Regions from separate parts of the Mus musculus genome. Here region 1 is linked to region 2. The links are chromatin contacts, called in public HiChIP or PLAC-seq maps. All regions are on one chromosome and are shown on one strand. Each heading gives the region's core, a stretch centred on a gene start, on an enhancer-like site or on the middle of the called end of the contact. The rest is flanking DNA. Distances are from core to core; before and after follow the strand shown. Region 1 overlaps Stk10 (serine/threonine kinase 10). Region 2 holds the start of Mpg (N-methylpurine-DNA glycosylase).

Region 1 (6,463 bases), core at 3,447-5,946, 370 kb after region 2:
GCATCCAGCCTCAGGCTGCAGGCATCCAGGCTCAGGCATCCAGCCTCAGGCATCCAGGCTGCAGGCATCCAGGCTCAGGTTGCAGGCATCCAGGCATCCAGGCTCAGGCTGCAGGAATCCAGCCTCAGGCTGCAGGAATCCAGCCTCAGGCATCCAGGCTGCAGGCATCCAGGCTCAGGCTGCAGGCATCCAGGCTGCAGGCATCCAGGTGGCACCCCAAGCCCAAGCTCTCACTCAGTTTCACACCTGATTACTTTGTGTTCTGTTTTTACAACTGGCCATGGTGTTCAGCCCCTTCCTTGCTTGCTTACTACTCTTAACTCTTTCTCTCCCACCCCTCCCGTTATTCCTTTCTCTTCTCTCCCATCCCCCTTTCTCTCTGTGATGTCCTGTTCTGTCTACCCCACTGTCCTACCTTGTTTGTTTTTTGCTGGAACCTTCGCCCCTCTGCCCTCACCCACCTGCCCCTTCCCCAGGACTCTGTTCTGGATGGCTGCTGCCACCTTGTGGCGGGCTCCAGGAACTGCAGCGGGCCGAGACCCTTGAGGAAGACAATAGGATGCCAGTAATTCAAATCATGGCTTCAAATACTGCCAAACCTCCAGTGTGGTGCTGGTGGTGTTCGAGACGCTGAAGCTACGAGCGGCATCCTCAGGGGCCCAATTCTTAGCCCTTATTGTTCCTTGGTTGGCTCAGGATGGCCCCTGAGGTGGTGCTGTGTGAAACCATGAAGGACGCCCCCTATGACTACAAGGCTGACATCTGGTCCTTGGGCATCACGCTGATCGAGATGGCGCAGATCGAGCCCCCACACCACGAGCTCAACCCCATGCGGGTCCTGCTCAAGATTGCCAAGTCGGACCCTCCTACCCTGCTTACACCCTCCAAGTGGTAAGGAGAGCTGTGTAATCCTGGAGGGTCGGAAGCCACTCCAGAGACGTGTGGTGCTGGGTCTGCGTGTGCACAGTGGACTCTAAAGTCGGGGATGGGGGGAACGGAGGAGAGGGCCACCTCCAGGCCTTTCTGAACTGCCCTCCTGAACTATACAAAACCTTAGACACGAGAGCAAGGCCAGTTAGCCAGGACGAGATCCCGTTATGTCCCGGAACATATTGAATAGGATCAGAGCCCAATCAGCCACATGGCCAGGCTGGGAATGGGGACTTAGGTTTAGATTCTGACACTGCCATGCTCATTCCCATCCTGCTTATGTTCCTTTTAGACGTCTGTGTCCTGGACAGTGGTGTGCATGATAAGAAGGCTGTCCCATGGACCCTGTCTCCACACACCCAGCCCTGGGCGTGCGGTGCCCGGGCTGTGGCTCACTCCTTACTTACGCCTGTCCTCCAGGTCTGTGGAGTTCCGAGACTTTCTGAAGATAGCCTTGGATAAGAACCCAGAAACCCGGCCCAGTGCTGCACAGCTGCTGCAGGTGAGGGAGATTCGTTGCATTGTTCCTCAGAGGCACCGGCAAGGTCAAGTTCTTAGCCGGCTGTGAGGTACGGTGCCCAATGTGAGGAATGCTCCATGTGTCCGGTGAACTCAGATGTGGTGGCTCACACCTCTAAGTCCAGCACCTGGGACAGACACAAGGTTTTGCATAGAGGCAAGAGGATCACTGCAAGTTTAAGGCCAGCCAGGAGCTTAGCAAGTTCCAGGCCAGCCAGAGCTGTTATGTAGAGAGACCCTTTCTCAAAAAGAAAAACAAAACAGAAGTGGATCCATCGCATGGGAGATTCTGACTTTCCTTCCACACTTCTGGTTCAAAATCAAATGTGTGGCCTTCCTCAAGGCCCACTTTCAGCATGGCGTGTTTGTTTGGGAGACGGAGCTGCTGTAAGGTGCAAAGGCCCCAAGCCTCTTGGGACCGGTTGCTTCCTGTAAATGGCACCTCCCGTGCCAGGGTATCCGGCCTGCCTGACATGGTCAGGGCAGAGACCAGCTGTCACCCGGAGCCTTGGCAGGAGCCAGGAATTCCACTTCCTAGCTGAAGCAGTGTCTGCCAGGGGATTCTCAGTGCGCAGTGGAAGAGCACAGGGCAGAGGGGGCGGGAGGAGGTCTGCCTCAGTTTACCCAGGTGCCCTCAAATGGGCTGGGGCTTCTCCAGTACCTCTTAAAATGTAGGGTGGGAGGGATACAGGGGTCTGCCAGACCTGAGGACAGTGGGCTCAAAGGGGAAGTCCTTGCCCAAGGTCATCTGGTTGGAATGGCAGCTTGGGGCACATCTTGGCTGTGGGCACCTCAGCCCTGTATCTGCTAATCCCTGTCCTTTTGTATCCTGTGTGGCCAAGCCACCGAAACTTACTAGAGCTGGTGGCTCAGTCATTCGTCTGCACAATTGTCCCTGGCCAGTGTCCTGCTGCAGTTGGTAACCTGGATCTGAAATTAGGGAGGGGTGTGAGGAGTTCCCTCTGTGCCTCCGTTTCTCCCTTGGTCGGGTAGGTAGCCAGGAAGTCTGTGTGTGGCGGACCCTGCTCACTAACAGTTCAGCGGCAGTTTTCATGGATTGGAGGTAGCAGGGAGCTCAGGATTGTCACTCATCATGCCGGGGCTAGCACCTTCTTTCTTGACAACTCCCACTCCCACCCTCACCCCTACCCCCACCCCCACAGCCAACGGCTCACTCCCTGTCTGCCGTGTTCACCTAGCACAATTGATGACTGTGGTGAGCTCTGGGCTCTCTGTTCCTTCTGTTTGCTGGAATGATCACAGCCAGCCTGTGGGGGCCCCTGGCTTCGTGCCTCAAGTTCAGTCCCTGAACTTGACCTGACCCCAGACCTTTGTCTCTGCATATCTCTGGATGCTCAGAGCCACTTGAGCCTCAGCCCCCTCCTCAGGTGCATTCTGCAATGGCTGCCCATCTCGTCCCTGGCAGCCTGGCACTCTCTCTCATTCTCCACCCCTCTCTCATCATGAGTACGATTCCCTCTGCCTTCAGAACAGGCCCAGAATGCACCACCTCCATGCGGCCACTCTCGGAGCTGCCTCGCCATTCACTCAGATAATGGCTACCTTACTGGTTCTGCCACTCCCCGAGTCAAACTCTGTAAACAGATTCCAGTCTTCCCTCTAAACAGAGCCCTCGTTAGCATGGCTAGTACTTGCCCTTCTTGCTGCAGAGACAACACCCAGTAAAAGGATCGTAGAGGAGGGATTCATTTCTGGCTCCTTGTTGTGGAGGATCTCAGTCCATCATGGTGGGCCAGGCTACTGGTCAGGTGTGTGGTGTTATTTTGAAAGCTGTGGAACCCTTAGGGGTACAGCATGGCTGGGATACTAGAGGCGTCCCTTGAAAGGGACACCCATTTATGGTGCCACTCTCTGACTCTAGCTGCCATGCAAACAGCTCCCTATGTGCTGCCACAGCCAAGACCAGAGGCGCCTCCAGCACAAGGTCACACAGCTGTCAGGGACAGCTCCTGTCCTCATTCTAGTGACTTGGCCACTCTGGAAGCTGCTTTTAATAAGTGGAGGAAAGGAAAAAAAAAGTCCAAAGCAGGGATGGAGAGATGGTTTAGTGGTTAAGAGCACTGGTCTCTTATCTAGAGGACGCAGGTTCAATTCCTGGCGCTCACAGGATAGCTCACAACTGTCTATAACCCCAGTCCCATAGGATCCATTGCCCTCTTCTGGCCTCTACAGCCACTGCATGTGCATAGTGCACACACAACACCTGTACTCGTAGAACAGAAATAAAGTTTTTTAAAATAATAATTAAGAAGAAAAAGGAACCGAGGAACGCAGAAACAAAGAGAAGGGGGCAGGCGGCAGGTGAGGAGAGCTTACTTTGATCTGAGCATCGCCCCTTAGTGGCTTCTCAGCACAAAGAGAGAAAATCAGCCTTGGAAAGGACATGTGTTTCATGACAGCAGAGATCCTGGCCGAAGAGAGGTGCCAGTTGGCACACTGCACACTGCCTCCTCCACACTGGCATCTTGGAGCCCTCAGCAGAGCTGGCTCTGAGCAGCCATCCCTCCTCCTGGAGGGGTAGACAATGAGGCAGCTCTGATCCACCCTTCTGCAGAGTCATGAATGCCTGGGGCAGCATAGGGAATGTTTGCCCGGTGTTTGGCCATTCTGGGAGGTTTCTGGGTCCAGCTCTCTGAGGGACCTCAGCATCTGAGTTGGGTGGAAAGCCTTCTCTACAGCCCCAACTAGAGGCGGTAGGTTGAGGCGGCAGTCCTCCCTGCCTAGTCCTTGTCTCTCAGAGCTTAAACACAAATCATGGCCCAGTCAGCCTTGGCAGGGCTGCTTACACACCAACTACCTGCCCTGGGCCCCTTGCAGGGAGCTGCCCTGCTTAACTGGGCCTCCGTGAACGGCTGTCCTCCCTCCTGTCTCTTCCCAGGGACCTTGAGCTCCATATAGGCAGAGCAGATGGCTCCCTTCAAGGGCTACTAATCTGATCAATATGCAGGATGCCTTGGCGAAACCTTGTACTCTGAGAACCCTGGCCTGCACTGCTGGTTTGTGCCACGTCTGCCTTAGCTGGTGCAGAGCAGTGTCCTGTGGTGTCCTGCTCAGGTCACCGTGTTACAGGTTTTAGACACTCTGGGCATCTTGGCTCTTCTCATCATTCCCAGAGAGCTATGTTCTGGTAGAGGAATGGCAGGGGGTGTGACGAGGCTGCCCAGATTGTTCTGCTCCTGACGTGGCACTGGTGATGGCAGTCAGTAATGGTGGCGCCATCTGTTGGGCAATGATAGTGATTATAATGATGGGGTTATGGTGGTGGTGATGGTACTAATGGTGATTATGATGGTGTTGTTGGTAGTAATGATGCTGTTTTGAATACTCACTATAGAGCACACAGAACACCTTAACTGTTATCCCTACTTTGCAGATAAGCAAACTACAGTGCAGAGAGGCTCTCTTGACTTGCCCAGGTTGTCTGTGAGAGCTGGGGTTTAATCCCAGGTGGCTTTGGCTTCCGTCACCTTGTCAGCACACTTAACCCTACACATCCCAGTGACCCATTGGTTAATTCTGTGAGAAGCCCACTGGGGACCACTGGAAACATGCAGCAGCCAGAGTAACGAGCTCCTGGGTAGGGGTAGCAAAGCTGAGAGTAACCTGGGAGTGAGTGGCTCACTGTACCCAAGGCTGTGCATGCCGCCCAGACTCCCTCCTCGCTTCCTTTGCCTACCTACCAGGCTGTCTGCCAGGCACAGGCTTTGGCCTCCAGTCCCAAGCCTGGCACAGGGTCTTTAGAGGCTGTGTCTCTGCCTAACATTCGGTACCAGGGGTTTTCCCTAACCTTGCCCACGTGACTCCTGAGTCCCAGCTTGGATGTGACACCTCCCCTCTCAGGAGGGCCACAGAGAGACTACGAAGCTTCCACCAGCCTCCAGCCTGTCAATCTGTCAGCCTCCAGCCTGTCAATCTGTCGTGTGTCTTCTGACCCCCTTCAGTGAAAGGCTTGACCTGGCCCTGGAACATAAGGTCACCTCCAGGAGTCACTGTGTAACTGGCCAGGAAATTCACAGTTCCACTGGATTAGATGAACTGAGATCAGATTGGTGCAAGAAAACATAGTGAACACAGCTCTTTAAAGACATGATGTTTGTAGCCTCAAGGGGAACAAATTGAGCAGGGAGTGGCCTGCTGCCTGTCCACTGGTGACTGGTTTTTTTTTTGTTTTGTTTTGTTTTGTTTTGTTTTGTTTTGTTTTTTTTTTTTTTTGGTTTTTATCGAGACAGGGATTCTCTGTGTAGCCCTGGCTGTCTTGGAACTCACTTTGTAGACCAGGCTGGCCTTGAACTCAGAAATCCGCCTGCCTCTGCCTCCCAAGTGCTGGGATTAAAGGCATGTGCCACCACCGCTCGGCTTTGGTGACTGGTTTTTATGTTTGCTGGGGACTGAACTCAGAACCTCACACACATTAGACAAGCCGCTGCTCCTGCTCTATACACAGACACAAAGGAAACTTTTGTTTGATTTGGTTTTCTGTGTGTATTGGGCAGGGCACACATGCGCCATGGCATAGCACGGAGATGAGAGGACAGGCTGTGGGAGTCAGTTCTCTCCATTATCTGGCACATAGGGAATCAAACCCGGGTCTTCAGGCTTGCCTACTAAGCCATCTCACCAGCCCCTGGAACATCTAAATGCACAAACTGAAAGGAATAGTTTCTCATGGAATTCTCCAGGTCTGAATATGTTTTTTTTTTTTAATGTTTTAATTTGGGGGGAGGGGGCCTGTTTTGCCTGCGTGTAGATCTGTGTACCTGTGTGCAACACTCATGGAGACCACAGGAGGGCACCAGCTCCCTGGGACTGGAGTCACAGGTGGTTGTGAGCTCCCAAGTGGTTGCTGAGAATTGACCCTGGGTCCTCCGGAAGAGCAATCAGTGAATTTAACTGACGAGCCACCTCCCCCGCCCCCTGAATGTGTCCTTAAAGTGTCAGAAATGTCATTTTTAGTCATTGAAAGAATGCTCCAACATTTTTGTTGACACCATTC
Region 2 (6,193 bases), core at 2,996-5,495:
GCGCGCCGGCCCGACCCGTCCGCCTGGGAATGCCACGGGCCGAGGGGCGTGCGCGCCGGGGGCGGGCCCGGCAGAGGGGCGGCCGCCTGACTCAGGGCTGAGGAATGCGCGCCGCCCGCTGCCAGCCCCGGGCGCCTCCTCCGGGAAGACCTCCGGCTGTGCTCTGCCAGGGGTCCCGCAGAGACACCTGTAGCTGGGAGTCGGGCTCGCCAGCGACCACCTTAATCATAACATCTGTCTTGGACTCGCCTTTCCATACTCCTTCATCTTGTGCTGCCCCTGTGCTTGGGAAGAGAGGAAGGGGACCTCCAAAGCAAGAGGGTGGCGTGGGAAGGGACCTAAAAGGCAGATTGAACGCCCCTTCCGAAGGCACGCACTGGCACATCACTGAGGGTCCCGAAGCTCTCACTTGTCCTGTGCACACGCGCCTGATCTTTCTAACAAACATTCATGCATTCAGGCCTCTCGCACCTGTTTACACAGACACGTGCGCACACCTATTCAAAATGCACTTCCATGGGCTCACACTCTCTACCCTAACACATTTATAAGTGTGCACACTCACGTTCATACACTGATACACCATTTCACAGGAACCGCAGCTCAGCAATTACCCCTTCCCCTACTTCTTTCCCAGCAGGTACAAGGGTTAGACTACACCTGCCACCCCTCAAGCCATTACATCCGCGCATGCGCTCACTCTTCTCTCTTCAGCCTCAGTGCTCACGTATAACGTCAGGCACGGTTCATCACTCTGTATACTGGACAGGAAGTGCTTCTTTTGCTCTCGGCTGAGGCTGAAGGCTGAGGGAGAAGAAAGCTGTCGTGGTGCAGATGTTCTGGGCTCCTGTAACCCACACATGCCAAGCCAGAGATGGGACAGTCTTCATGCCTAGCATTCTTGACTCATGCTAGGAATAAGCAGGGTCTGGACGCCCAAACTGGGCTGGCTGGAGGTGCGGGGGTTGCATCCTTTCTGGAAAATCAGGGAACCGGCCACAGGAACCGGGCATCTGGTGCCTGTAGGTCCCTACTCCTTCCTGCTGTGGATGCTGCAGGGTCACCTAGACCTTTGTTGAGACCTAGAAATCTATTACCAGCTGCAAGAAGTCCTACAGGAGACTCACTGTGAAGACACACCCAGGGGTCAGTCGTCTTTTCTTACAGAAAGAATTCTTCTGTGTTTATTTTTATCTCTGTGTGTGGTTGCAGGTGCCCACACATGCCAGAGGGGGCATCAGATCCTCCTGGAACTGTAGTTATAGGCAGTTGTGAGCTGTCCAGTGTGTGTGCTGGGAGCCAAGCTCTGGTCCTCTGTAAAGGCAGAAAGCTCTCTTAGCTGCTGAGCCATCTCTCCAGCCCAAGTCATCTTCAATGCAAGAATACCACAGTGCTGTCAGCACACAGTGACAGAAAAGTAGCTTTCCAGGACTCATTGCTCCATCGACCTTGGAGTTCCCATAGTGCAGGGGAGTCTGTGACAGCCCCCGCCCCTGGCAAACCCCTCCATGTCCATCCACACACACAGGCGTTGTTCCTGAGAGCATGATGCCTACAGACAAATGCCCATCTCAGCATATGGCTTCAGGATTCCCCAGGTGAAACACATCCTCAAGTCCTGAGTCAGGGCATGGACAGTTTGAGCAGAGGAGTGTGGACAAATAGTCAAGCCTTCATCCAGTCTCCACAGACCCAATTCTCCACAGTCCCAGAACCTCCTACCTGCCCTATTGACCTAAGCTTTGGGTGGAAGAATCCAACCCGTGGCTTCTCACATACTTTTATTGACTGTGCCGAACAGAAGTCAGCTGCAGTTTCTAATACTCTGGAACTGGTGAATAGGTGTTGGGATAGACAGGCTTCTACACTACCTCCAGGTCTTGTGTAGTACTCTGCCAGCATCTGTGTGGTTAGAATCCCTGAGCTGTAAAAGGAATCTCAACGGGTACTTCCTGAACCCACAGCTTAGCTTCCAAGCACCCCACAGAGAGATGTAGAGATGGATCCTGGACACTACCTAGCTGGGGAGAAGACAGAATGGCCAAGGCTAGCCCTGTTCTAGCCCAGGCTAGACTTCAAAGGCCTGAAGTTCCAGCTATTTCTGAAGAAACCCCTTCCTCATGGTATTGGACTCAGCAAAGAGGCTCTATAAGTTCCTGGGCCAAGATCCTAGCAGCCTGACAGCATAGCTCTCCTTGGCCTGCCTGATAGCTACCCTCTCTTCCCAAGAAACAGCTAACCATAGAGGGTCCCCCACCTATAGAGACCCACTAAGGCCTGCCAGAGTAATAGCCACCACTCTGCTGAGAAGCTGCTGAAGGGTGCCAGTTTCCAAACCAGGAGCCAGCTGGCTCCAACCCAGCTCCTGCTTTGTCCATGGTAGACAGGCAACTGAGCCAGTCAGTGTGTTAAGCCCCTGAGACAGTGAAACTGAAGCCTAGAGCTAGCAGGGACTGGCAGCCCATGCCACCACGACTGGAGGCAGCTCCAGCCTTCCCACAACCCGTGGAGACACCATTCCAACCCCAACCTTGTCTCCTTTCAAAGAATCTCCCAATGGCATCTTTGTCACCAGCCAGGCAGGCACAAGGTACACTGGGCACAGAAGAGGTCCCAGGCTCCTTCCTCTTGGACATTCTTTTACTCCTGGCAAGTCTGCTGGCAAAACACAGTAGGGAAGCCCAACCCAGCACTTCCAGCCTGCAGTGGGAGCTTCGCCACAGACCAGGAAGTGGGGGGGGGAGGGGCAGACATTGCACAATCCCACACTCTGGCCAGAACATCTGGAGAATAAGATGCTGGCCTCCACCCCCGTCTCTGCCTGGGGCAGAAATCAGACTGCCCACCAAACAGAAGGAGCTTGTCATTCACCCAAAGGTGAAGTCTTCAGAATGCCCTCAACAGGGGACCAGAACCTAACTAGGGTCTCAGCTTCCCTCCTAGATTGGGAAGGGGCATTATTCTCACAGGAAAAGAGAGGCATTGTTTAGACAGAATGGCTATGAGGGATAAGGCCAACCTCGGTAGTTCAAATTTACAACATATTGCCCCCACCCCAGCCCCAGAAACTGCACAGAGTGCCACAAACAGCTGGACTGCTTCCAGCAGGCAGCAGGCAGCAGGCAGGCAGAGAGGCTGCCGCTCCCTCCCCAGGAAGTCCTAGCTGAGGCCCATGAGAGGGAATGGCTGAGCCCCAGCCAGGCCCAGAGTTCAGTCCCGGAGCTGGCCAGTAGAGTTGCAGCTGGGGACCAGAGTCCTTAGGCTAAGTGCCTTGCTCAGTTAAGGACTGAGCATATAGCAGTGACAAGCATATGGCCTCTGGCTCTGTCTAGTCCTAGATGCCAGGGTCTCAGAAATCAAACAGCTCTGACAAGCCCTGAAAGGTTTTAATAAGGCAGTGTGAATGGGGAAAGTAGGATTGTATCTGCTTTGAAACCCTTCAGACCCACATCACTCCTGGAATGGTAGAAGAGAGTGAGTGAAGTGGGGGAAGGGAGCAGCTTACCCTATCCCAAGACTTCCCTTCCCATCATCCCTTCCTTTGGGTCAGTCACTTCCCACTCGAGGAGTACGGGTGCACAACCTCATTTGAAAGGTTACAGATAGGGTGGGTGGCAAGCCTAGGTCCCAGAGAAATAATCACTAGGAGATGCCAGGAACTGTTATCCCGCTCAGCTCCTGCAGCCCTGGTCCTGCCTTCCAGCTTAGGTGGTAAGCCCTCTTCGTAGCAATTCCAGGCATTAGGGGTCCAGGGATGTAAGTGGGGATTCACTGCAGAGACAGAATTCCCTTTCCTTCCACCTATCATCTGTGATGATCCAGGGTAGGGGCCTCCAGATGGGGCAGGCATCCACTTGCTGTCAGTTCCACCATTCAGAGATAAGGTTGGGGAAGGACAGTTCTAGGATCAGAATTCAGACTGAGATTCCCAAGGCCTCATGTTTGTTCTCTACAACACCCAACACACCCTCTGTGGCCCACCCTATCCCAAGGCAGAGCCTTCTGGTCCGGGACCCTTGAAAATTCAGTCCGGGTTCAGAGAGGATGTCTTGATGGCAATCGGGCCATTGGGACAGAACCAGATCTAGAGAACCTGGGTTCCAATCCTACTGGTGAAAGGTTTCTACACTCGCCCCGCCCTGTCCCGCCCCTAGAGTCCTCGCTCCGCCTCTTCTGCAGATTCCTTCCACCCCCGCGCTACATGCCTTCTGCGCAGACGCAGGTTCCAGTCCCCGCCCTCTCCGCGCTTCCGGTGGCCTGGCCTGTGCTGGCGGCGACTAGATGCCCGCGCGCGGTGGTAGTGCGCGCCCGGGCAGAGGAGCCCTAAAACCGGTGTCCGTGACCCTGCTCCCCGACACCGAGCAGCCTCCATTTCTTGGACGAGCCCGCCGCCCAGGGAATGCCAGAGCAGGATCCCTAGTGACCGGATATCATGAGGTCGGCCAGATGCCAGCGCCGGTGAGAGGGGGCGCCGCGTCGCGGAGTCTGAGCCCACGGCGAGCTGGCACAGTGGGTCGGGCTGCAGAGACGGTCACGTCAGCATCCATTCCCGGCAGCCTGGCAGCTTCAGTCCAACCTGGATGTCAGCACAACAGATAAAAATAATGGGTCTTACCCCGGCGTAGTGGCGCACGCCTGTACTTGTGAAGTCGATGGACGCAGGAAAATCAGGAGTTCAAAGCCAGCATAGGCCACATGGGACCCTGTCCTTTAAAAGAGTAATGGCTGTTTAACTAGTCAGCTCAGCGTGGACTGAAGACAGGTCTTGGCCCTGGCCCCAGGTTCACTGCCCAGTTGTCCTTTTAATCCCCTCCTGTTGTACCACAATAGCTGAAGGATGTGGCCAGATTTCCTTGCTTTGTTTATCGGCACTTGGTAGACTAGTGCCTACTGGTCCTATAGACCCATAGACTTTTTGTCCCTGTTCCTAGTTGTTCTAATATCCAAACAGTCAAAGGACAGTTGGGGGCCAGCAGGGTTCTACCCTGAGCATTCAGAATGGGACCAGGCAGATGGTCATCTCCATGCATGCCCATTTGTGTGTCAGGTCTTGTCAGTAACAAGGTGGTCTTGTGACCTATTTTTTGAGCAGTGCCCAGACAAACTCAGTATGTTTCTCTGATAGGCCCTGCCCAGGTTCTGACTGTATTTTAATTCCTGGCCAGGATTAGGAACAAAGAACCAGGTTCCAGAAACAAGTTTCCTTGGAGATGGTGTGATTGGTGGGAATCAGAAAAACCAGCTCTTTTGTATTGGACTCAGGCACCCACCTTCTAATGCTCCTTATCCATGTCTCCCCTATGTGTAGCAGGTGTGGGCAGAGAATGCCCACCCATCCTGTCACCACTAGCAGCCTGTCATTACCTACACCTAGTCCCAAGGTCCCCTGAGGCGGTATGCCTTAGAATGACTCCCAACAGGCACCCCACTTTACAGAGAAACAGGCAGGCAGGCAGACACTTCTTTTGTTTTGTTTTGTTTTCCCATTACAGCTTTCCCGAAAGATTGGGCAAAAAAAGCAGCGACTGGCAGATTCAGAGCAGCAGCAGACCCCTAAAGAGAGACTCCTGTCGACCCCGGGCCTCCGGCGGAGTATCTACTTCTCCAGCCCAGAGGACCATTCTGGCCGGCTAGGACCAGAGTTTTTTGACCAGCCAGCAGTCACCCTAGCCCGTGCATTTCTGGGACAGGTAACGTAATACTGGAGCAGGTTCCGGGAACTGTAGTCCTGTTACTACTAGGTCTCATCTCTGTCTTGGCCTTCCTTGTGTGTGCATAGGTAGCTGCCTTGCCCATATGAGCCAAATAGTTTGACTATTATCTAGGGTCACTGCAGAGAATGAGAATATTGATAGAGGTGTCCCATGATGGAGGCAGCAGGGCTTCTGGCAACTGTCGTGCTTTGGCTAGAGGTATGTTCTTACACTTATCCATCAGGGAAAAAACTGACTGTTCTATCTGAAATCCCCTTAGGACAGGTTGCCTGCAAGGACTGCTGGTGGGTATTGGCCCCAGCATCTGTGAGGGACCACTCTTGCCTACCCTGTTCCCTGATGGCTGGGGCCAGGAACACCATTAGGCAGCCAGCATTTGAGTCACTTGAAAGAGTTGGCCTCTTCACTGCATAGTTCAGTACCCAAGGCTCAGTACAGGCCCAAGATCTGGGCTATGCCAGTCATGCTTGCAGTAGAAG

The links. HiChIP or PLAC-seq counts read pairs in DNA pulled down with a chosen protein or histone mark.
Region 1: an H3K4me3 HiChIP or PLAC-seq map of forebrain shows a contact between it and region 2, with 4 times the contacts expected there. The contact joins the enhancer-like site here to the promoter of Mpg in region 2. A contact is called at or near these places in 5 of 39 promoter capture datasets (the 3T3-L1 cell line, cranial neural crest, embryonic stem cells and 2 more), 4 of 484 Hi-C or Micro-C datasets (cortical neurons, embryonic stem cells, palatal mesenchyme and 1 more), 4 of 115 datasets of contacts at active chromatin or transcription factors (embryonic forebrain, embryonic stem cells, forebrain and 1 more) and 3 of 9 other capture datasets (adipose tissue, embryonic stem cells and liver).

The regions. Positions count from the first base shown.
Region 1 is chr11:32,588,060-32,594,522 of GRCm38.p6, forward strand. It overlaps Stk10 (serine/threonine kinase 10), which reads left to right. Exons shown (of 19, transcript NM_009288.2): 6 at 697-891; 7 at 1,351-1,432. Among named protein-coding and RNA genes, the nearest start is that of Fbxw11, 51 kb to the right of the region's middle. Within about 2 kb of position 4,697, at least 20 of the 459 cell types and tissues checked have an H3K27ac peak or open chromatin away from gene starts, as enhancers often do. A contact at or near this core is called in forebrain and ventral hippocampal neurons, where this site is marked.
Region 2 is chr11:32,222,260-32,228,452 of GRCm38.p6, forward strand. It overlaps Mpg (N-methylpurine-DNA glycosylase), which reads left to right and starts at 4,246. Exons shown (of 4, transcript NM_010822.3): 1 at 4,246-4,458; 2 at 5,493-5,690. The coding sequence starts at 4,282. It overlaps Rhbdf1 (rhomboid 5 homolog 1), which reads right to left and starts at 34. Exons shown (of 18, transcript NM_010117.2): 1 at 1-34.